7 separate regions of the Mus musculus genome follow, and all the other regions are linked to region 1. The links are chromatin contacts, called in public HiChIP or PLAC-seq and promoter capture Hi-C maps. All regions are on one chromosome and are shown on one strand. Each heading gives the region's core, a stretch centred on a gene start, on an enhancer-like site or on the middle of the called end of the contact. The rest is flanking DNA. Distances are from core to core; before and after follow the strand shown.

Region 1 (2,835 bases), core at 179-2,678:
GGAGGCCCCATCCCTTTTCCCAAAATACAGTCAGCCAGTGGCAAAGGCCAAAGAGGTGGAGCCTGCAGGCCGTTTTGCAAAAGTTTCAAATATCCTGGTACTGACCCCATTAACAGCACTAAGACAGAAATGCAGCCAAGCCTGTCCTTACCTCAGTCCCTCAGCAGTCCCTCAGTGCCCCCCACCCCCACCCCTCCCTCTCAACTTCTAAGAGTTCTGAACAAAGCCACATTACCAGCACTGGCTATCACAAACAAGATTTTCTCTTGCAAAAAGCTGAAAGTGACATCTTTAAATGATTCACGCTTCTGACAGTTGAGTCTCCAAAGAGGTCTCTGCGGGGAAGGAACTGGTGAGCTGTCCTACCTCTCCCCCAGAGCCTCTCTGAAACATGCAGTTGCCTCAGATTTTCCCCTGAAAAAGGGAGGAAGCAGTTCGAGGCTGTGCAGATGAAGCAGCCAAGTGAGGCGGCCGCCTTCCCGTGCGGTGAAGGAAGGCTTTTAACACGAACATTTTAAAGCTATAAACAAGAAAGTAAAGAAACTGGATGGGATGGGGACAAAAAACATATGGGATGACTATACTACATTAGCTTGTCCAAATTTTGGATGTGTGTGTATTGTGTGTGTTTTTTTACAAACCTTACCATTTTAAAAAAAAAATCAATATAACTGGGCGGAGGTATTATTCTCAAAACACGTCGCTTCCCAGCATTGCTGTACCGTTAGCAATAGGAAATGGAGCTACCGACAGGAAAACACTATAAACTGCTTTGGAATACAAAGGGTCACTTATTCGGAAGAAAGTTTAAAGGCTCCAGCTGTGCACCTTAATGTGTTCATAGAAGAAAACTCCCATCCCCAGACCTCTTAATATAGTCATGCCCTTCCCCAAACGCTGCCTCCCAGGACCCAGCTGGTGACAAAACCCGCTTTTCTCCTCACCCCCGACTCCCTTTGCCCGGACCACGGGTCCTCACCGTGTGGTACATGAGGGCCTCAGTCTCTCCGGGCTCTGACAGCTCGCTCAGCTTGCGGTCCCACTGCAGGACGCTCTGCTCCCCGCTCTCCAGCACCTCCATGGCGGTGGGCGCCGCGCAGGGCCGAGGATGCTGAGGCAGGAGGGGACCGCGCAGAGCCGCCGCGGGCCGGTGAGACGCTTCTCCCCGTGTACTTGGCGTGTGCGCGCGTGGAACTTATGCACTGGAGCAGGAACTCGGGAGAGCCCTGCCGAAGGCTACGCGACCCTTGTCCTCGGAAATCTGTGACTCCCCGGGGAGGACAAGCCTGCTGGGATCGGGCGGAAGGTGCAGGGGTTAAATCGGGCTGTGCATCCAAAAGGAAGGCAAAAAGGCAGCGCTCATCCCAAGAAAGTCCTCGCGCAACAAGCCCACTCCCCACTAGGGCTCCAGACAAACTTTGAGACTCCCTTGGGCTCTTGAGCTCTGCCCCTGGATCCAGAGGCGACCCCACCTCCTTCCAGGCCAGTGACCAATCGAACGCCCGTCTTGCCATCTATACCGTATCAAAAGTCCCTTTCTCATCCATGTCCCTCCCCCAGAGGGAGAGTCGCGCGAAGTCTCCGCCTAGTCCTCGGAATGTGGGCGGAGAGGGTCTTTTACGTCACTGGGGAACGCCTCCTGCCGGAGCGTCGCAATGGACCAATAGGGTGCTAGGGTCTAGAAATGATCGACTGAAACATAGATCAATGAGCTAGGGAGACCTGGAGGAGCCAACCAATCAAATAGCGACAAGAATACATTTTTATAAGAGAGGGCGTGCGCGCCCAGTGTCCTCCCTAAGAGTCTCCGCTTAAAGGAGGTTTGTTTCGCGAGTTTATTTCCTCAGAGAAACCAAGCGGATTGAAGCGCTGTCTACATTTCAAATTAGTTTAGGTCGCGTGAGTCTGTCTGGATTTAAAAGAATGCACCACATATATGAAAATGCGCACGTGAGCAGAAATCTGAATTATCACAGTTCTAGCACACATTCATTGCTAGCTTTTTATGTAGTTTTATGGCCTTTATTAAACAGACATTAGCCAATCTTGCCACACGTTTCCAAGTCCTAAATCAGAGGGCTAATTTTTTTTTTTAAATTCATAGGATTTTGTTGTTTTGTTTTTGAGACAAGGTTACCTGTAGCCCAGGCTGTCCTCAACTGCACTGTGCAGCTAAGGCTGAGCTTGAACTCCTGATCCCTCTGCCTCACCTCCGGAGAGCTGGGAGGGACTGCACGGTTATGCCACTAGTGCCTGCTTCACAGATCTTTTATTCCCAATGGAGTACCAGGCAAAAAAATGAGAGGATGGCCAGGTGGGTACTATTCCAGATACTGGTCAAAGAGGTAACGGATACTCTCCTGAGTGTCGTGGATGAAGTGGGGCTTAGGGGAAAATAAGTGTTTTAATGGCTGCAAGATGCACCCCAAAGTGAGTGTTGGGAAAGAGATCTAAGCCTTTGACCCCCTTAGAGAAGAAAAGGCCTGCTCTATAGCATTTTCCCCCAATGTGATTTTTCTTCTTCCCTTTTGAGGTTTCCTTTTATGGAAACAGCCTTAGTTGGCTATAGTTTAACCATTTTACATACAGGGCTGTGGTTCCAGGTGGTTCTTACAAGGGGACAGTCAGGTATCAGGTCTACAGAGAGTTTTGTCTTCTTCAGAGCGTGGTTTTGCTGTGTGAAGACAGAAGTCTCAGAACTTTACACTGTCTTTAAGCAACTTTTATTTTTCATGTAAAATGAGTCTGCTTGTCTAGCCTAGGATCTTTTGAGACTATTTTAATATTTAAATACAGACCTTTCTTTTTATTCTTTCTATCTATCTATCTATCTAT
Region 2 (2,835 bases), core at 157-2,656, 940 kb after region 1:
ATAGCCAGGGCTATACAGAGAAACCCTGTCTCGAAAAACAAAGCAAAAAAAAAAAAATATATATATATATATGTGTGTGTGTGTATGTGTGTATATATATATATGTATGTGTATATATATATGTATATATTGCAACTAAATTAACGCTGCTCTGGAGTAAATACTCCATTCTTGCTTTAATTGTACACACATTTTTATAGTTTCTAATTGTGTATAGGTGTGTTGAAGAACCAGCCTGCTTCCATCCTAGACTTTAAAAGCCCATTTATAGCTGGGTGTGGTGGCACATGCCTTTAACATGAGCACTTGGGAGGCAGAGTCAGGCAGATCTCTGTGGGTTCCAGCCAGCCTGATCTACAAAGAGAGTTCCAGGATAGCCAGAGCTGTTACACAGGGAAATCCTATCTTGAAAAATAAAACAAAAAGCAAAGCAAAGCAAAAACAAAACAAACAGAAGTCACCTTATAGTAAAAACAAACTAGGTTCATTCCTGCTTATGATTAAATTTTTGTTTCTCAGATTGAGCTATGCCTCGCCTATAGCCTTAACTACAAATGGTTCTGTACTGACCGTTCCAAGAATGCCAAATCATGACATTGTTTCTAAAAGTTGTTTAGAACCATCTTGCAACTCTACCTTTGTTTCAAAAGGTTTTATAACTACCTTGTTATGGCTATCTGTTGTTATGCCCACCTTGCAACCATGACTGTTTCAGGAGGTAGTTAGGACTAACTTGTTATTGTTATATTCTGCTCTTATAACACCTCTCCCTCCTATTTTCCCCATTTCACCCCCGCAACCCCCATGATCTATAAAAACCTTGTCTTCCTCACATCCAATGCTGATCTCTCCAAACTGGCCTTAGAGAGAAGCAGTCCGTGTACACGAATAAAAAAGCTTGCTTTAATTAATTTGGTCATGATGATTTGGGGTGGTGGTCTTTCTCCTCCCATCTTTGGGATTAACATTGTCTCGAGGAAATATTTTGGTATCACTTCTGCCTCCAAACTATCCTTTGCTTCAGCAGGTACCAGCAGAAACGAGCAGAAAACAGAGACAATGTACGAGACAAGCGGAGCTGTTGTCGTCCTCACCCCAGGCAAAACGGAAGTGGTCCTTGAAAATTACCTTCCCAAGAAACTTGCTTTTGAAATATACTTCCTAGTTGTAATAGTACTTCTAAATCGCCTTTTCTTAAACTGCTTTCCTAAGTAGAGACACAGCCCCATTTTCATCCTCAGCACAAACAACAAGGATTAACTCCCTTGAGAGAAGCACCTACTCTTCCAGCTGCGGAAACACACGGAACCAAGAAGCTTAGGACATTGGTTTTGGGACGAGCCCTTTCTCAGAAGGACCAGCCTCCCGGCGGCGTTGCCGTGGAAACGGAGCTCGCTGTGTGGATGTGGCAACTCGCCGAAGCACAGCCTTTGCAGACTATCTGCAGCGGGGGCTCACAGGACCGACGCCAAGATGGTTAGTGGCTCTGAATAGTAAGGGTGGGGGATTTTGAATAGGTTTGTACCTGGGTTTAGAGTTCTCAACGCACTGTTGGATAGAATCTAGGTGCGTCTCTAGAGGGCGATCCCTTTATCCCTCCAGTGTTTCCACCGGGAATAGGGAGGGATGCGAAGAAATCTATGTACCTCGATGCTCTCTTCCCTCCTGCTTCTTCATTTCCCGATACTAGACTGTGAACTGGAAAAAAGAATCTTGGAAGACCTAGGTAGTAGAAGCTGCGTGAGTGTTTGTTTGTCTCTTATGGATAAAGTTGTTGGAAGTAGCTATTCGGTTCCCCTTCAGTAGTAGGTAATGGTCCTTTTACTAAAATGCACAATAAAAAAAGAATCTGAATAGACTTCCTAGGGTCTGATGGTAAGGGTAGATCTGACTGAGAGCTGTTACCCTCAGTTTAAAAATGACTTTTGATAGAACAGTCTTTGCTATTTGTTTTACAGATGCTTTCAAGGGCCAAACCCGCTGTGGGCGGGGAGTCACCGCACACTGACAAAAGAAAGAAGAAAGGGAGGAAGATTCCAAAACTAGAGGATCTACTTTCGCAGAGAGATTTCACTGGCGCCATTACCCTATTGGAGGTAATGTCCAAAGAAGGTTTACTTCTCAGTCTGGTGGATGGTGGGTTGAATGCTGGTTACTATGCTATTGGGACGGGTGGGTACATTATGGGTAATCCAAACAAACATAGCCAGATGCATATTCCAGATTCCAAGTTAACTATAAACCTGATGAAATACAAAACATTTTGGACTGGAGAGATGGCTCGACATTTAAAAGTATCGGCTGCTTTTCCAGAGGACCTTAATTCCCAGTACTCACGTGCCTGCTCACAGCCATTAGTAACTAAATGTTAGGAGATTCAAGGCCTTCTGGCTTCCTTCAACAAAACATATGGTATGTAGACATACATGAAGACAAAACACTTGTACACATAAAATTATTAATTTTTAGTTCCACAAATGGTGAATACAGTATTACATTTAACAGTGTCAATTCACACATTATTTACCATAAATCCTGAGTGATTTGTAACTTCTTCCTATTTACATTTTGGTTAAAAAAAATAAGTGATTTTTACTATTTACAATTTAAAACTATTGTAAACCCATAAAACATTTCAACTCTGTATGTCAGGGTCATTTTTTTAAACCAATGCTAGGTGCAAATCTCACTTTTTTAAAGATTTATTTATTTATTTATTTATTTAATGAAAGTACACTGTAGCTGTCTTCAGACACTCCAGAAGAGGGCACCAGATCTTGTTACAGATGGTTGTGAGCCACCATGTGGTTGCTGGGATTTGAACTCAGGACCTTC
Region 3 (2,835 bases), core at 165-2,664, 910 kb after region 1:
GCCACATTATTTCATGCAATTTGAGACAGTGGGTCGGTTGCAAGAAGGGGGGGGGGTGTCGTAGTACAGGCCACCACGCATACTAGGAAGAAGGCTGAGAGGCCACTATACCTTTAGTTATCTATCTGGCCAGGTGGAGAGACAAGGAGTGAAGGGTCACAGCGATCCAGGAGTTGGCGCACCCGAGACACAGGAGACTGGGCAGCACCGCTAGGATTCTGGGGCGATCGCAACATTCGAGGTACCAGAGTAGCAAGGAGAAAAAGGTGTGCCTGCAACTTCTACAAACTCTGGTTGGTGCAAACGTACTTTAATTAGGATTCTGGTGGGAGGTGAGAAGGGTAGAGAGGCAGCCTTGTCCGCCTTTCCAATAGCGCTTTGGCTACAGATTTTTCAACCTGGGGGTCTAACTTCACAGGAGTCGAATATGACCATTGGAAAACACAGATACTTGCATTACATTTCATAACAGTAGCAAAATTACAGTTACGGAGTAGTAACGAAAATAATTTTATGGTTGAGGGTCACAAACCTGAGGAACTGTATTAAAGGGTCGCAGCATTAGGAAGGCTGAGAACCACTGGTCTAGAGATTAGGAGGGATAGAGGGAGAAGGGGTTTGCAGCCGAGTGAGCCATATCCACCCGGTTCCCGCCTCCCCTAGGAAGCTGCCCCGCGGCGCCGGACTAGGCAATTAGAGAACCTTCCCCATTCCCGCTGCACTCACCGCTGGGACTGTGCATAGTGGCACCGGCCGAGCAGATTAAGCTTGCAAAGGTGCAGGCTGTCGCAGGGTCTCTGGCAGTACTTGCGACGGCAGACGCGGGCTCGAGTAGTAGCCACCACCGACCGAGTGATCCCGGCCTGGTCTCCAGTCTCCAATAGCACAAAGCGATCGGGCCCTGCTGCCTTCAGCAGCTCGTAGAGTTGCGCTTCGGGGAGGCTGATCTCACCCAGCAGTTCCTCCAGGGTCATGCGGCCCCCGTGAGCGCACAGGATCTTGGTGATGAAACAGAATACCTCGGGATCCGTCATGGCGCGCTATGGCTGCCGCTGCTCCGGCCGCTGCGCGGGACTCGGCTTCACGGAGAATCGAAACTTACGCGCGGTCCCAGGGGCGGACGCGGGCGGTGCCGCTCGCAGAGCAGAGCGGTTTCGCTTTCCAACTCCGGCGGTGGTGTCGCGAGGCCCGACCTCGACGACGAGGTCCTGGGGTCAGATTTAAAGTCAGCCGCGCGGGAGAGCGAATGGGAAGCGAGCGACGTTAGGCGGGCAGGTCCGCCGCGGCGCGGTACCCTCGGTTCCAGGCTAGACGTGAGGTCCCCCGAGCTCGGGACTGCAAGGCTGCTACCAGGAAGAGAGGAAGTAAGGACGTTCGTGAGGCTCGGGTGGAGTTTTGATGAGCCTGAGGAGAGTGACGCATCCTGGGGGGCCCACTAGAGGCGTCCTCAAATCAGCCCCACCCAGCCCCGGAAAGAGCAGACCTGGTGAGCGCTTCCTGTAAGCGGGACTCTCCGCCGAGTGTCGTCAATGCTCGCCACCACCTTAGGACATGGATATTATCCGAACTCCGCACTTGGGGAAATAACTTGAAGGAACAGGTGGAGCTCGGATGACCGAGGTTCTCGAGAGTTTGTTTCCGGGCCTGATTCCGCGGCACCAGATCTAGGATTACGCACTTTCTACCCAGTGCCGAGCCCCTCTTAGAGGGCGGTGATTGTTACTCTCCCTGGTTTCTTACGTAGCCTTCTCCAGAGCTATTTGAAGACCCACTCTTTGATCCTTTCTGGCCTTGCTAACTTAAAATCTCCAATTTTGGTGCCTCAAACCAACTGCTTAGAATGTCTTCAGATTTCCCCCACCCCTCCCCCCTTGGCATGAAGATGATTTTTAAGGTAAACCCTTACCTTACCGTAGAGTTACTGTAGAGACAGAAGGAAATAATAACTAGATTTCCCTTTGAGGAAAGCAAAGGCTGATGAAATTAAAGAGCCATCCGTGTCCCCAGGGAGCTTTCCGGAAGATTCTGCTGCTCCAAACATTAGCATTAAAAAAAAACTCCGATTGTCCTTCCAGACTCCGTAGTGAAACACACTCACCACACACAAACCTTATACGCTCTTCGGCCTCCTCCCCTTGTTAAATTGTGACTTTAAAACTTCTTTTGCACAATTGTGTTTAGTTTGTCTCATCTGTATTCTCAGCTAATTTGCAGGCCAGTAAACACTAGACCCAAATTAGAAAAAGAAAGGGGCTTTCCTTTCAGCACTCAGAAATGAAATGAATGGAGCGCTCACCGATCAGATGGGAACCCTTTCTTTAAAATCTGCAGGCACGGTGCAGGAGAAGTGTGCACTGCGATGCTTTCAAACTTCACAAGAGGGAGGTGCGAGTGACCCCACCCACTCAGACAAACACACGCTAAAATAATATTAAAAGCTTGGCGTGGTGAAGGCATGCCGGTAATATCAGCACTTGTGAGACTGGGGCAAAGGGATTATTGGCCAGGAAGATAATTGAGCAGGTAAAGGCACCAGTTGCTAAAACACAGGACACTAATTTGACCCCCAGAATTTCCCCACATGCTGGGAGAGTTTACTCTAGCAAGTTGCCCTCTGACCTCCACAACACTCTTTCTCTTCCTTCCTCCCTCCCTCCTCCTCCCCCCTCTCTCTCTGATAAATGTAATTTAAAATTTAAAAACAAATTCATAAGAAATAAAGTCTTTCAAATTCTTCAGAAACCCGAATGAGAATCCCTCTGGTGTGGTACGCACAGCCGCTCTCTCTGACTCACTGGAACGGTGGTCTGTAAAGCAGCCAAGCCCGGGCCTCAT
Region 4 (2,835 bases), core at 182-2,681, 860 kb after region 1:
ACTAACATCCTGGGCTATTTAAGATCCTATCCCAACAAAAGAACACAAACATCGAGGGATAGACATCAGTGAGAGAAAGCCTTGCCACAGTTGATGGTAGGATGGCGACTTCTCAAGGACTCACCTCTGGGAAAAGGCAGGGGTCGTTCTGCAAAAGCAGGATTCGCAGCTGCCCTTCATTGAGGCCAAAAAGCCCCCGGCTTTTCAGGACTTGGACGTTGATAGGTGTGTGGATATCATGGGACAGAGAACAGGTAGACCTAGAAGAGTTCAAAGCAGTCAGGAGGCCGGGTCAAGAAGAGGGAAGAGGCTGGTGGGTCTAACTCTGCCTAGGGCATTTCCACTTCACAAGTGAATTCCCCAAGTACTAATAAAACAATTCGGATTGAGGCAACTCAGCTTCCAGGGGTCATTTCCCTGTTCTGTGAGTACCCTACCCTCAGGCTTTTTTGAGATTACTTATCTGTTTTTGTAAAGACTAAAACGTAATCTTCAGGCCAACAACAGCTGCTGGCCTCTCTTTGTCCACCAACACTACAAAGAAAGCACTAGAAAGCTTCCCGGATTGCTGCAAAGCACTGGGCTTGGGCTATGCAGCACTATGCCCTCACCCCATCCTGCCACCAGTTTCCTGCGATTGGACACCAGATTTTTAAGCGCGAAAGGGCTGTGGTTATGGAAGGAGGGAGAGAAGGGAACAGAAGTTCCGCGGGCCATAAAGCCCCCAGGTGTCCCTCAAGCGGCATTTGGCATAAGTGAATTCAAAAGTGGCAACACGGATTCAACCGGGCTGCTGTTGTGGAACATCCTAGCATCCTGGGACAGGGACAGCAAATTGGGGGGCGGGGGGGGGGTGAATAATAAACCTCAGTGGAGAGACCTTCCATATTATTTCTCTCGGCGACTAGGTGCACAGGGCGGCCAGCGCGAAGGCCTTTGTCCCATCCCACCCAGGCTCGCCGAGAAGCATCCGGAAGGCGCATCCCGCCCGCCCGCACCCACTGCCCCGCTGGACACTGAGGACTCCGCCCCTCACCAGCAGTCGCGGTGGGGGCACTTGCCCAGCATGTGGCGGCGACACAAGTGCAGCTGGTCGCAGCCCTGACACTCCCCGCGCTGGTAGCGGGCGCAGAGGCGCGCGGAGGACACGGCCATCACCCTGCAGGCCGTGGCGCCGCCGCCTGAGCCCGCGCCCGCGCCCTCGCCCGCCGCCACCTCGGCCTCTGCGTCCCACGGGCCGTCGCGCAGCTCCACCTCCTGCAGCAGGAAGCGCTCTGGACCCGCGCGCCGCAGCACGGCCCGCAGCTTCGCCTCCGACAGCTCCACGTGGCCGCGCAGGTCCTGCAGGAACATGCGGCCGCCGTGAGCACACAGCACCTTGGTGAGGAACGCGCACAGAGTGAGGTCCGCCATGGCCCGCCAGCGCGTCCCCGCCAGCCCGGGGCCTCCAGGCTCCTCCCCGCCGCGGCCCCGACCGGAGCCTGCGAGCTGTAGGGGGCCGGGCCTCAGAAGGCAGGGCCTGAGCCCCTGCAACATTCCTGGCTCCTGGGTTCCTGGCAGATACCGGATAACAGGGAGGGCTGCAAAGAATGTAAACTGCTGAAGTGGTTCTCCCAGCCTGGGGGCGCGCGCCTGGAATGTTAGCTAGCACCTGGGAGGTGGGGGCAAGAAAAGGCCGAGATCAAGGCCAGCGTCCTTTGCAAAGGGGAGTTGGAGGCTAGCCTGGACTACATGACACCCTGTCTCAAAAAACCTAGTAAGGAACCAGCACAGTGGGTAAAAACTTCCTAAGTGTTGGGGTCCATGAGTCGCCCCACGAGCTTACACAAACCCCGATTTCAGTCAGATAGGGATGGTTTATTGAACACACACCATAATACTGATCAATCAGCTCCATGCCTCAGATGGGATTGAGCCATGATATTGTTGATTTTTCTCTGTCAGCTTATAAATAAACATTTTTCCTATTGTCAAATTGGTGACAATATACATAAACACCCACTAAACCTAAAAGGATTTTCCTTCCTAACAATGGACAAATTCCTAGCGTATTATTCCTCTACGGAGTGGTCGAGAGATATTCTATGGTTTCGTCGCTATGATTCCTTAATGGAAAAGAACCCTGTTGCTCCTGTAGAACCTGCCTTTCCCTGTGTTCCCTCCCTACTAAGAAACGGTTTACATGGAATCCTTATCTGCTTACCAGGGAGCCCAGCCGAAAATGTAAACTGAGAAGTGGTTCCTTGGGATTACCTTGTAAAGGGTCTGCTCTCAAACAATCCTTCTCTGTTTGCCTCTGAGAGAAGCCGACCTAAGATACAACTGAAAAAAGAAAGATTCAAGTTGAGAAAGGGGTTAGAGAGGAATGAAAACCACATGCACACAGAGAGAAGAGACGTTCAAGCAAGATAGAGATAGGGAAGAATTTTACTTCAAGGGCACTGATGTTGTAAGCAAGTGTATCCAGAAGTTTAATAAGACTGATTCTGTATGTTACAGAATAGATGGACTGGGAAGACAGCCCAGTGGATAAAACACTTACTAGACAAGTGTGAGGCTGGAATTTGAATGCCCAGATCCTATACAAATACAGGAAGATGTGGGGGCCACTTGTAATGCAAGCACTTGGTAGGCAGTGGCAGGATCCACAGGGGCAGCTAATTGGCTAGACTAACCAAATGGGTGAGATCCCGACTCAGCCAAAGACCTTGCCCTTAGAAATATATTCAATTTCAGAATTCTGGATTGTAATTCATTCCAGATTAAAAGTCTGAATGAGTACCGTGAAAAAATTTGAAATTCTGCCATCTTTTCAGAGAGTTTTTAAATGCTAGA
Region 5 (2,835 bases), core at 131-2,630, 810 kb after region 1:
CTAGTTATAATGCCCACAGTCGGGCCTAAGGGACACCTTCAAATGCGTTCTACTTCCTTCAAACCACTTGGCAGTCCTCTGGCCCTGCTCCCACAAGCAGGCAGGGTTCTGGGCTGCTTTCATGGCTTTTCTGTCTCTCCTGAGCAGTGAGAAGAAGCTCTCCACCTAAACTGCTCCTTTCTCCTTTCCTTTCCTACCCACAAAGCAACCAAGCACGTGTGGGCTGGGGCAATCACAGGATGCACTGTGTCACCTCAGAGATGGTCTCCAGTCCAGTGCAGTGCGTGCTCAGGATGGATAAATAAACATTTCGGGGAAGCAACATGAATTAAACCATTTCCTCAACAAACAAAACCCACCCACACGCCTCATAAATCATGTCTCTTAATCCCATGCTGATGAACAGTCACTAAATTGCATCTATTATAAAAACCAACCATGACTCCTTTCATGCCCTGACACTTCAGACTCAAAATATTTTCACACTCCATTGTAATGCCTTTGTGGAGGTAATACCAATAGCTAGTTCCCTGGAAAGATCCATGGCCAGGGCGCTTTCCAAGAGATTTTTTTCTTTGAATGTTCTTTGTGTCCTGGCGCACTGGGGGACACAGCCAGCTTGCTTGCATCTGGGGTAACACTGGGTGTTCACGGCAATGCACAACTGCTCTTCTGCACACACCAGATGCATCCCTTTGCCCCAACAATAAAAGTATCCCAAAACATTCGCTACGCCACATTCACACAACCGTGCACAAACACAATTCCAGTGCCTGCATTTTGCAAAGGGGAAAAAGAAAATAGGCATCTTCGGAGCAGAAACCACCAAACCCGCCTCGGGCAACATGGTTCACGGAAGACTAGGTTGCAGACCTTTTAGCAAGACCGGTCAGAAACCGCTCGCTCTTTTTTCCTTTGGATTTATTCCTCTCCTCCATGCCTTTATTTGCAGGGCCCAGGAAGAATAGGAAAGCATCTCCAGCAAGGAGGGCGAGGGAGCGGTGAAGAATAAAAGAGGATGGGCGGGTGGGGAAGCCAGGGGGTGACGAGCGCGGCAGAGAAGGCGGCCAGGGTGGCGGCCGCGTCCCGGGGGGCTCCGCGAGGCTTACCTGGGGCGCACGAGGCCGGCCCGGCGAGCAGCAGCAGCCAGAGGCCGGGGAGCAGCAGCCCCGGGCGGCGGTGGCGGGAGGAAGGCCCGCGGCCGCACCGCTCCGGCACCAGTGCAACCCTGGCGCGGGGCTCCCGCTCCATGGCCACGCGTCGGCTCCCCGACACCCCGGCCTCCGGGCGTGGGCGCGCTCAGGCCCGGGACGCCGGCGTCCGCTGCGGCGGAGACTGGGCGCCTAGCACCGGCGCGCAGCGAGGCCGGCGAGGCGGGGGCGGGCCGGGCCGGATCCGCGGACTGGGGCCGCTGCACGCCGGCCGCGCCGCTCCGCCCCCTCCCGAGCCTCGCAGCCGCTGCCGGGCAACGCACGGCCCCGCGCGGGGAGGCGAGCACCACCTCCCGGCCGGCCCGGCGCCTGCCTGCGGGCGGCCCGGCGGAGGGCGAGGCGGGACCCGGTCCCCGCCCTCCCACAGGACCCGCCTCTCAGGAGGGCGCCCGGGACGGCGCCGCCCCGCACCCGCACCCCCGGGGCCCTAGAGGAACGGTCGCAAACCGGGTGATTCCGGAGCACGCTCCTCCCGAGCCGCCCACGCGGGGCGGGCAGCAGGTGTGTGTGCGGGGCGGCCGTGGTCCCTGGCAGACCCCGGGCTGCTGAGCGGACAAAGCCGAGAGAAGTCGGCTCTCTTTCCCAGAGCCCGCGCGCTGGAAAAGAATGGGGAGGAGGCACACAGGGCTCAGCCCATCCTTTGCCTTTCCAGAGCTGTGCCACCTTGTTGGCAAAGGTGGGCCTTTGGTAAGACCTAGGCCTACTGCCCTGAGCTTAGTGAGTCTTCAGAAAGGGGCTACTGAAGCTGAATCAAAGTGGACAGACACAAACACACAGATCCAGGCCTTATTTTTTAAAAAAGAAAGTAGCACCAATATATGATGAAAAAGACCTTGTTGGGGGTTAGTTTCCTGGGGAAATGGGGGTGTGGATGGGAGTTAGCATGTGTCTCTGTGCTAAGAGCCAAGTGCATTAACTCTGAAGGCCGAATAAGGTTGGAAGGTCCTAGAACACACTACAATTTTGGACAGTTGTATTTCAGAGGTTGCACCAGCCGTGGTCTGCAAGCCGTGCATAAGAGAAGTATCTTGTTGAGTGAGAAACTATGACAGACAGTGGGAAATGTCAGCCATCCAGACTGGCCAAGGATCAAGGTTGCTCTTCAGTGAGGTAGGCAAAAGACCCAGAAAGATGCTACCCAGTTTTGCTGGGCAAACTCATCTATCTAGGCAAAGAATCAGAAGTTCCTGTTCTGAAAAAAAAAAAAAAATAGGCACCTGTTAAATTTCAGGGAAGATGAGAATCTAGGTTATAAGCTTTTGTTGATGACCCTAATTTTTGCGTTCCATTGTGTCACTTGTCATAAGCAACCCCCATACATTGCTCTCCTGCTCCCCCAGACATATACATTCTTGGAGTTGTCTCCAGCATACCCAAGTAGAGAGTTTGCTTGTCTGAGCATGTTTGCACCCTGACCACAATAGCCCTAGGTATGGCTCCCCTCTCCTCGCTTTTCTCTGAATTACTCACCTGGCCACGGGGCACAGCCTGGAGCAGCTCTTGACATTTAGTCCTATTGTGTTGTTATTTTTTATGAACTTGTTAGTCCACACATACACACACACTAAGTTAAAATGACGTTCTAACATGTTATCGCCCCACACAGGATCCCCCACGGCTCCAG
Region 6 (2,835 bases), core at 110-2,609, 750 kb before region 1:
CCTCGGAGTGGGAGGATTTTCTTTACAGTAAACTAGAGTCCCAGAGTACTTTTATGCAAACTCTTTCAAAGAACAGTCCTCCCAATCCCGTTGTAAATGTCATTATTTTGCCTATATTACAAGACAGCTTAGCTTCATTAAGTGTCATTATTTTGGATTAGGTTCATCACAATCATTTTAAAACTTCATTCTGAAATTTGTCATGTAAGCTACTCTTCAATTTTTTATCATGTACTAATTCAGTAACTATGTTTTCTAAGTACTTAGTCATATCATTGATTAAAATATAACAAGGGCAAGAAGAATAGAATCAACAATATTGTGTTAGAAATACCCAACATACAGAAAGAGCAACTTAACTCTAGAGTGGTTGCTTGATAACACTCAGAACAATTCAGACTATTTTTCAGTCTATCACTAACCATGAAGTAAGAGGAGCCTTTGTCTAGATGGCATGTAGAAGCCATTACACCTAACATTTCAGCCCTATATTTTTAAGGGCAATATATTTTTATGTATCATTAATCGATAAATCTATATTGCCCACAACCAATAACCACATTAACTTGGCTACAGGATCTAAAACATGGTTAATAACTCATCTTTGATGTCATCCATCTGACACCATAGCAGTGTACTTGGGGAATTTTCTCTTTTTTCTAAAATAAAAAAGCCTTGAAGACGTAATTTTGAATATTGAATGTTCTTCTCGGCACACATATTCTTACCATTTTATTAGCTTCACAATTCCAAGCACCAACATTGTGCATTTCTAATATTTTGGAACGCTGTCATTATGTTGTAAACAACATAACAGTGTTTGGGTGCCAGAGGGTAGATAAGTGTGGGATTTCCATAGAAACAGGCAGAGATTCTTAATATTGCCAAAACAATTTGGCATTTTGAAGACAATTTGTCACTTCCAAACTTCCTGATAATTGGCCTTACTGGCATGACTATTCAAAAACATTAACACAGCATCGTACACCACTTAGCTTATTTAAAAGCTAAATATGTGAAAAGGTTTAAAGGTATTTCCTGGTAAAAAACCGTGGATTTGGATATCATACTTGAGACTTCAACCTTAGTTTTAGCAAATCTCGATATGGACAAGTCCTCATCTTACATTTTATGATCTCGTTGATTCTAATCATACACATTTTCGTAACTTCAGTCTGCCTTTTACTCGGAATCACCCTTCTCTGACCCTTCCCTGGATCTTTTCCAGGTTTGTTGCACACTGCTTAGGTAGGTTGATCACATGTTCCACAGCTTTCTCCCAGGGTGGATGCATTGAGGACTCTGCCCTCCACATCTTAATCACACAAGGGGACTGCTTCACTGCAGTTCCTTGAGATTCCACAGGATGGTGGCCTTGTCTCCACAAACCAGACTTCAAGTTCTGTGCTAGGACTTTATTAGCCTCAGTTTCAAGCTTGGGTCTCAAAAGCAGCTGTCAATCTGTTAAAGCCCCTAGTAACAGCTGAGCTTCCGAACTCCAGCCAGCACCTGTGGCTGTGATATAGACACAACCAGTGAGTTGCCAGGTGCCTGCACTGAGCAGCAGAATACCCCAATTCTCTCTCTCTCTCTCTCTCTGTCTCTCTCTCTCTCTCTGTCTCTCTCTATGTCTCTGTCTCTCTCTCTCTGTCTCTGTCTCTCTCTCTCTCTCGTAGATAAAAATTTACAAGTACTTAAATAATAAATAATATCTTATTCTGCTTCTTGTCCTCTAATCTTAATAATGTACCCCCTTAAGAGCATCATTTTTCCAATAAAGGAGTCAACACGGACTCTGAGTATCCAGCGCCAGTTCCAGCATGCTCTCTATGTCAAGTGTACACCAGGTGAGATTTCAAAACTCCAACACCAAAAGATAATGTAAAAAAAAAAAAAAAGATTTATGCTTTGATGTGTATGAAATGTTTCTATTATATTAAGTTAATATATATTATTCAATATGATTTCACTGGTTATTTCTTAACAGTATTTAACAGAAATTTTGAACTTGCATATAACGTGCTTTCCTGGTTCATATAAGAGTTCTATCGTACTGAGCTTTGTGGAAGAAGACTGGATGGCGTTTATTAAGCACTGAGGCTTCGGTATTTCAATACAACATTTCCTCAGATACTCAGCTTTAGCAGGCTGGTTGTTAATCAAGCCTTCTTTGGAACTGAATGCTAGGGAAGTGGTTGAGACTTTGGTGTGACTGTGACACGGATGGACCCTGAGCAGTGCTAAAGAAGAGCTGAGCTATTTTGGCTGACCATCAGACTAACAGGTGATTAAATGATGTATGGTTCCCCTACTTCAGCTGGGTTGATTTAAAAATAATATGATAGATTGATATTTTGTACTTTTTATTTTTTATTAGATATTTTCTTTATTTACATTTCAAATGCTGTCCCGAAAGTCCCCTATACCCTCCCCCAGCCCTGCTCCCCTACCCACCCACTCCCACTTCTTGGCCCTGGTGTTTCCCCTGTACTGGGGAATATAAAGTTTGCAAGATCAAGGGGTCTCTCTTCTCAATGATGGCCGACTAGGCCATCTTCTGCTACATATGCAGCTAGAGACACCAGCTCTGGGGGTACTGGTTAGTGCATATTGTTGTTCCATCTATAGGGTTGCAGACTCCTTCATGTCCTTGGGTACTTTCTATAGCTCCTCCATTGGGGGTCCTGTGTTCCATCCAATAGATGACTGTAAGCATCCACTTCTGTATTTGCTAGGCACTGGGATAGCCTCACACGAGACAGCTACATCAGGGTCCTTTCAGCAAAATCTTGCTGGCATATGCAATAGTGTCTGCGTTTGGTGGCTGATTATGGG
Region 7 (2,835 bases), core at 172-2,671, 720 kb after region 1:
CCCACAGACTAGCAGAGAGAGAGAGACAGAGAGAGAGACAGAGAGAGACAGAGAGAGAGACAGAGAGAGAAAGAGAGACAGAGAGATCGCAACAAAGAGAAAGAGAGACAGACAGACAGCCAGAGAGACAGACACACAGAGAGATAGAGAAACAGAGAGAGAAGAAAGGTTGGCTCTCCCTCTCGAAATCAGTGGAAGGGAAAAGCCCGGCAGACAGAAGAATCCAAAGTTGAACAGGTAATGAATGGCCTGGAAGCCTGGTCCTCAACAAGGCAGTGACATTAAGGGTGGGTCTTTAAAGGAGCAAAGGAGATAAAACAGCAGACTTCCTTTTCAACATGGTTAGTTTGAAAGACAGAGGAGATGTTCAGTCTGAGAGGCGATGCTGGCGGCTGCCTGTCCAGTGACATGCAAGCATGAGTGTAGAGTCTTTGTTAAGAGAACATCTAGCAAGTTGGAACTGGGGAGAAGCAAAGGAAGCATGAAAGAAAACAGGAGACTTCAAAGGAACAGGCCCATTGGAGAGCTCAGCGGACCAGCAACCAACGGATAAAGCATTCCTAGAAAGGCCCACAGCCAAACGTCTTCAGAAGCACCCTGTACTCGCTGCTAGACACAGGCGTTCTCTCTGAGGACACCAAGGCACCCAACACCACACCCAGAATCAGAGCTTGGGGGCTGCACCTCCTCTAGACTGTAGCTTCTGAGCCTCTGAGGGAGGTCATGCACAGCACTGAGATGCACAGTACCATGTCTGGTGACATCATTTTAATGACACTGCAAGGACCAAGGGTGAGTATTAACAGTTTCCTCAAATCCAGCCTGCACAGTATAGGAGAATGGAAGTGCATTAAAAAAAAAAGCAGCTCCGAGGGGCTGTAGAGGTGGCTCAGTGGTTAAGAGCACACTGCTTTTCCAGGGAACCCCAGGTTTGCTTCCCAGCACCCACATGGTGGCTCACAACTGCCTGTTGATTCCAGTTCTAGGGGTCAACTCTTCTGACTTTTGTGGGCTCCAGGAACATGTGGTACACACGCAAACATGCAAGCAAATCACTTAGGCACATAAAAATTAAAAATTAATTAACTTAGAAAAAGATGAAGTTGCCCAGATGGGTCTGCTCATTGGGAATGCTGCTTGACTTTATCAGAGTCCTAAGGAATGCTTTCACACAATATACTATGTATAGGAGCAAAGGTGATGTCATAATGCATTACTTTACGGCTCAAAAGTGATGCTGTTGGCTTAGCCTTGTGACCTAATACTCTTAATGTTAAACATCCAAATGGGCAGGGAAAAGGCAGTCTGCGATAATGACTTCTGCCAGCAGAGGGAGACAAATGGTACTGTAAGGATAGTTTACAAAGAGTTGCTTGGAAACAAAAGGCAGACCAGCTGGCAACCATATTCTCTAATTAATGAGCTTCCTTTACTAGAGCAGGCCGCTGTTCCATGCATTTCTGGACTCAGCAGCACCTCATGGGAAATGACAAACCCAAAACCAACTGCCTTCCCCCAAATGGTCTACTTGGTCTCCTTGCAGGTGGACAAACATTTCCTAGTAGCAGAGGATCCCCCTCCCCAGACTCTTTTAAAAGTCTTGTTGCCCCTTACTGAAGAGAATCCCAGCTCTTATGAACACAGTAGCTTCTTGGAGTGCTCTGTATAGAGAATAGAAACCTCCAGACACCAAATACCAAGGACTCACCGGGCTTAGTGGGTCCCTTTTGTCGAAGCACAATAAGGCTGAAGATGGCTTCCTCCTTCCCTATCTTAACTGTATTTCCTGTGTGTGTGTGTGTGTGTGTGTGTGTCTGTGTCTGTGTCTGTGTGTTCAAATGTGAGTGCAGATTCCCACAGAAGCCAAAAAGGGTCTATGTATGCTTTGTATGTATGTATGTAAGTGTGTGTGTGTGTGTGTGTGTGTGTGTGTATGTATGTATAAGAAAAATTTTTTTATCTACATCAAAAAAACAACCCAAAGTTTTAACTTCAAATCAAAAAAGCAATAATAGAGCCAAGATGTCAGGCATCTTTGTTTTCTTGAACTCTTATTCGTTTCTGCAGGAAACTTCCATTAGGTTCCTTTAGTTACTGGACACCCGGGTTGTGTTCCAGTCACCTGACCCCATGCTGACCCCTTCCTCAATGAGTGTCCCCAGGAGCGGCCTCTGCTCATTGGCATGTTGTCCCTCTGTTCATAGCAGATTAGCTCTAGAATAACACATTTGGACTTAAGCATGAATAATGTACTTGAGGGGCCAGAAAGATGGTTCAGAGGTCAAGGTCACTGGTTGCTTTTGCAGAAGACCTGGGTTCAATTCCCAGCACCTACACAGTGGTTTACAACCATCTGTACCACCAATTCCAGGGGATCTAAGCCCCTCTTCTGGGCTCCAAGGGATCCTCCATGCATGTGGTACACATACACACACTTAGGCACACCACATACATACATAAAATAATCAATACATTCTTAAAACAACACACTTAACAGCAATCAGCAATATGCCCTTCATAAGGCCACACTTGCTACCCCAATATTTTTTCCTTGTTTTTTAAATTATTTATTATTATATGTAAATACGCTGTAGCTGTCTTTAGACACCCTAGAAGAGGGAGTCAGACCTCATTATGGATGGTTGTGAGCTACCATATGGTGGCTGGGAATTGAACTCAGGACCTTCAGAAGAGCAGTCAGTGCTCTTAACCGCTGAGCCATCTCTCCAGCCCCCCTTGTTTGTTTTAAGTTACCATAATGATTCAGCTGAGCTCTTAAAGGCAAAGCATCTATGTATGTATGTAAGTGTGTGTGTGTGTGTATGTATGTGTGTA

The links. Promoter capture Hi-C pulls out the DNA fragments that hold promoters and counts their contacts. HiChIP or PLAC-seq counts read pairs in DNA pulled down with a chosen protein or histone mark. Capture Hi-C pulls out chosen DNA fragments and counts their contacts.
Region 2: a contact with region 1 is called in an H3K4me3 HiChIP or PLAC-seq map of pro-B cells, with 4 times the contacts expected there. The contact joins the promoter of Ttc26 here to the promoter of Creb3l2 in region 1. A contact is called at or near these places in 1 of 39 promoter capture datasets (hippocampal neurons), 4 of 115 datasets of contacts at active chromatin or transcription factors (astrocytes, embryonic hindbrain, pancreatic cancer cells and 1 more) and 1 of 9 other capture datasets (embryonic stem cells).
Region 3: a promoter capture Hi-C map of adipose tissue shows a contact between it and region 1, with 3 times the contacts expected there. The contact joins the promoter of Zc3hav1 here to the promoter of Creb3l2 in region 1. A contact is called at or near these places in 7 of 39 promoter capture datasets (the 3T3-L1 cell line, embryonic stem cells, frontonasal cranial neural crest and 4 more), 3 of 484 Hi-C or Micro-C datasets (LSK cells, muscle stem cells and natural killer cells), 8 of 115 datasets of contacts at active chromatin or transcription factors (astrocytes, double positive thymocytes, embryonic forebrain and 4 more) and 2 of 9 other capture datasets (adipose tissue and embryonic stem cells).
Region 4: a contact with region 1 is called in an H3K27ac HiChIP or PLAC-seq map of embryonic stem cells, with 4 times the contacts expected there. The contact joins the promoter of Zc3hav1l here to the promoter of Creb3l2 in region 1. A contact is called at or near these places in 7 of 39 promoter capture datasets (the 3T3-L1 cell line, 3T3-L1-derived adipocytes, embryonic stem cells and 2 more), 7 of 115 datasets of contacts at active chromatin or transcription factors (astrocytes, embryonic forebrain, embryonic stem cells and 3 more) and 1 of 9 other capture datasets (embryonic stem cells).
Region 5: a promoter capture Hi-C map of hippocampal neurons shows a contact between it and region 1, with 4 times the contacts expected there. The contact joins the promoter of D630045J12Rik here to the promoter of Creb3l2 in region 1. A contact is called at or near these places in 7 of 39 promoter capture datasets (the 3T3-L1 cell line, embryonic stem cells, hippocampal neurons and 3 more), 2 of 484 Hi-C or Micro-C datasets (embryonic fibroblasts and embryonic stem cells), 6 of 115 datasets of contacts at active chromatin or transcription factors (astrocytes, embryonic midbrain, embryonic stem cells and 2 more) and 2 of 9 other capture datasets (embryonic stem cells and macrophages).
Region 6: a contact with region 1 is called in an H3K4me3 HiChIP or PLAC-seq map of embryonic limb bud, with 4 times the contacts expected there. The contact joins the enhancer-like site here to the promoter of Creb3l2 in region 1. A contact is called at or near these places in 4 of 39 promoter capture datasets (the 3T3-L1 cell line, cranial neural crest and hippocampal neurons), 6 of 484 Hi-C or Micro-C datasets (the N1E-115 cell line, adipose-derived mesenchymal stem cells, cerebellum and 3 more), 4 of 115 datasets of contacts at active chromatin or transcription factors (the NIH/3T3 cell line, astrocytes, embryonic limb bud and 1 more) and 1 of 9 other capture datasets (embryonic stem cells).
Region 7: a contact with region 1 is called in an H3K4me3 HiChIP or PLAC-seq map of pro-B cells, with 5 times the contacts expected there. The contact joins the enhancer-like site here to the promoter of Creb3l2 in region 1. A contact is called at or near these places in 6 of 39 promoter capture datasets (the 3T3-L1 cell line, 3T3-L1-derived adipocytes, embryonic stem cells and 3 more), 3 of 15 datasets of contacts at CTCF or cohesin (the NIH/3T3 cell line, large pre-B cells and pro-B cells), 4 of 484 Hi-C or Micro-C datasets (embryonic stem cells, pancreatic cancer cells, pro-B cells and 1 more), 9 of 115 datasets of contacts at active chromatin or transcription factors (astrocytes, bone marrow-derived macrophages, embryonic forebrain and 5 more) and 1 of 9 other capture datasets (embryonic stem cells).

Annotation. Positions count from the first base shown.
Region 1 is chr6:37,440,720-37,443,554 of GRCm38.p6, forward strand. It overlaps Creb3l2 (cAMP responsive element binding protein 3-like 2), which reads right to left and starts at 1,429. Exons shown (of 12, transcript NM_178661.4): 1 at 980-1,429. The coding sequence starts at 1,081. It overlaps Gm33318 (predicted gene, 33318), which reads left to right and starts at 1,791. Exons shown (of 3, transcript NR_166917.1): 1 at 1,791-2,314.
Region 2 is chr6:38,380,118-38,382,952 of GRCm38.p6, forward strand. Ttc26 (tetratricopeptide repeat domain 26) reads left to right here and starts at 1,407. Exons shown (of 18, transcript NM_153600.2): 1 at 1,407-1,476; 2 at 1,959-2,096. The coding sequence starts at 1,474.
Region 3 is chr6:38,353,189-38,356,023 of GRCm38.p6, forward strand. Zc3hav1 (zinc finger CCCH type, antiviral 1) reads right to left here and starts at 1,415. Exons shown (of 13, transcript NM_001347122.1): 1 at 727-1,415. The coding sequence starts at 1,034.
Region 4 is chr6:38,297,828-38,300,662 of GRCm38.p6, forward strand. It overlaps Zc3hav1l (zinc finger CCCH-type, antiviral 1-like), which reads right to left and starts at 1,432. Exons shown (of 4, transcript NM_172467.3): 1 at 1,037-1,432; 2 at 125-260. The coding sequence starts at 1,413.
Region 5 is chr6:38,252,759-38,255,593 of GRCm38.p6, forward strand. It overlaps D630045J12Rik (RIKEN cDNA D630045J12 gene), which reads right to left and starts at 1,381. Exons shown (of 20, transcript NM_194061.3): 1 at 1,110-1,381. The coding sequence starts at 1,251.
Region 6 is chr6:36,690,297-36,693,131 of GRCm38.p6, forward strand. No RefSeq gene overlaps it. Among named protein-coding and RNA genes, the nearest start is that of Ptn, 120 kb to the right of the region's middle. Within about 2 kb of position 1,360, at least 55 of the 459 cell types and tissues checked have an H3K27ac peak or open chromatin away from gene starts, as enhancers often do. A contact at or near this core is called in embryonic limb bud, where this site is marked.
Region 7 is chr6:38,158,995-38,161,829 of GRCm38.p6, forward strand. The region is part of intron 10 of D630045J12Rik (RIKEN cDNA D630045J12 gene); the gene reads right to left. Among named protein-coding and RNA genes, the nearest start is that of Gm52858, 20 kb to the left of the region's middle. Within about 2 kb of position 1,422, at least 37 of the 459 cell types and tissues checked have an H3K27ac peak or open chromatin away from gene starts, as enhancers often do. A contact at or near this core is called in pro-B cells, where this site is marked.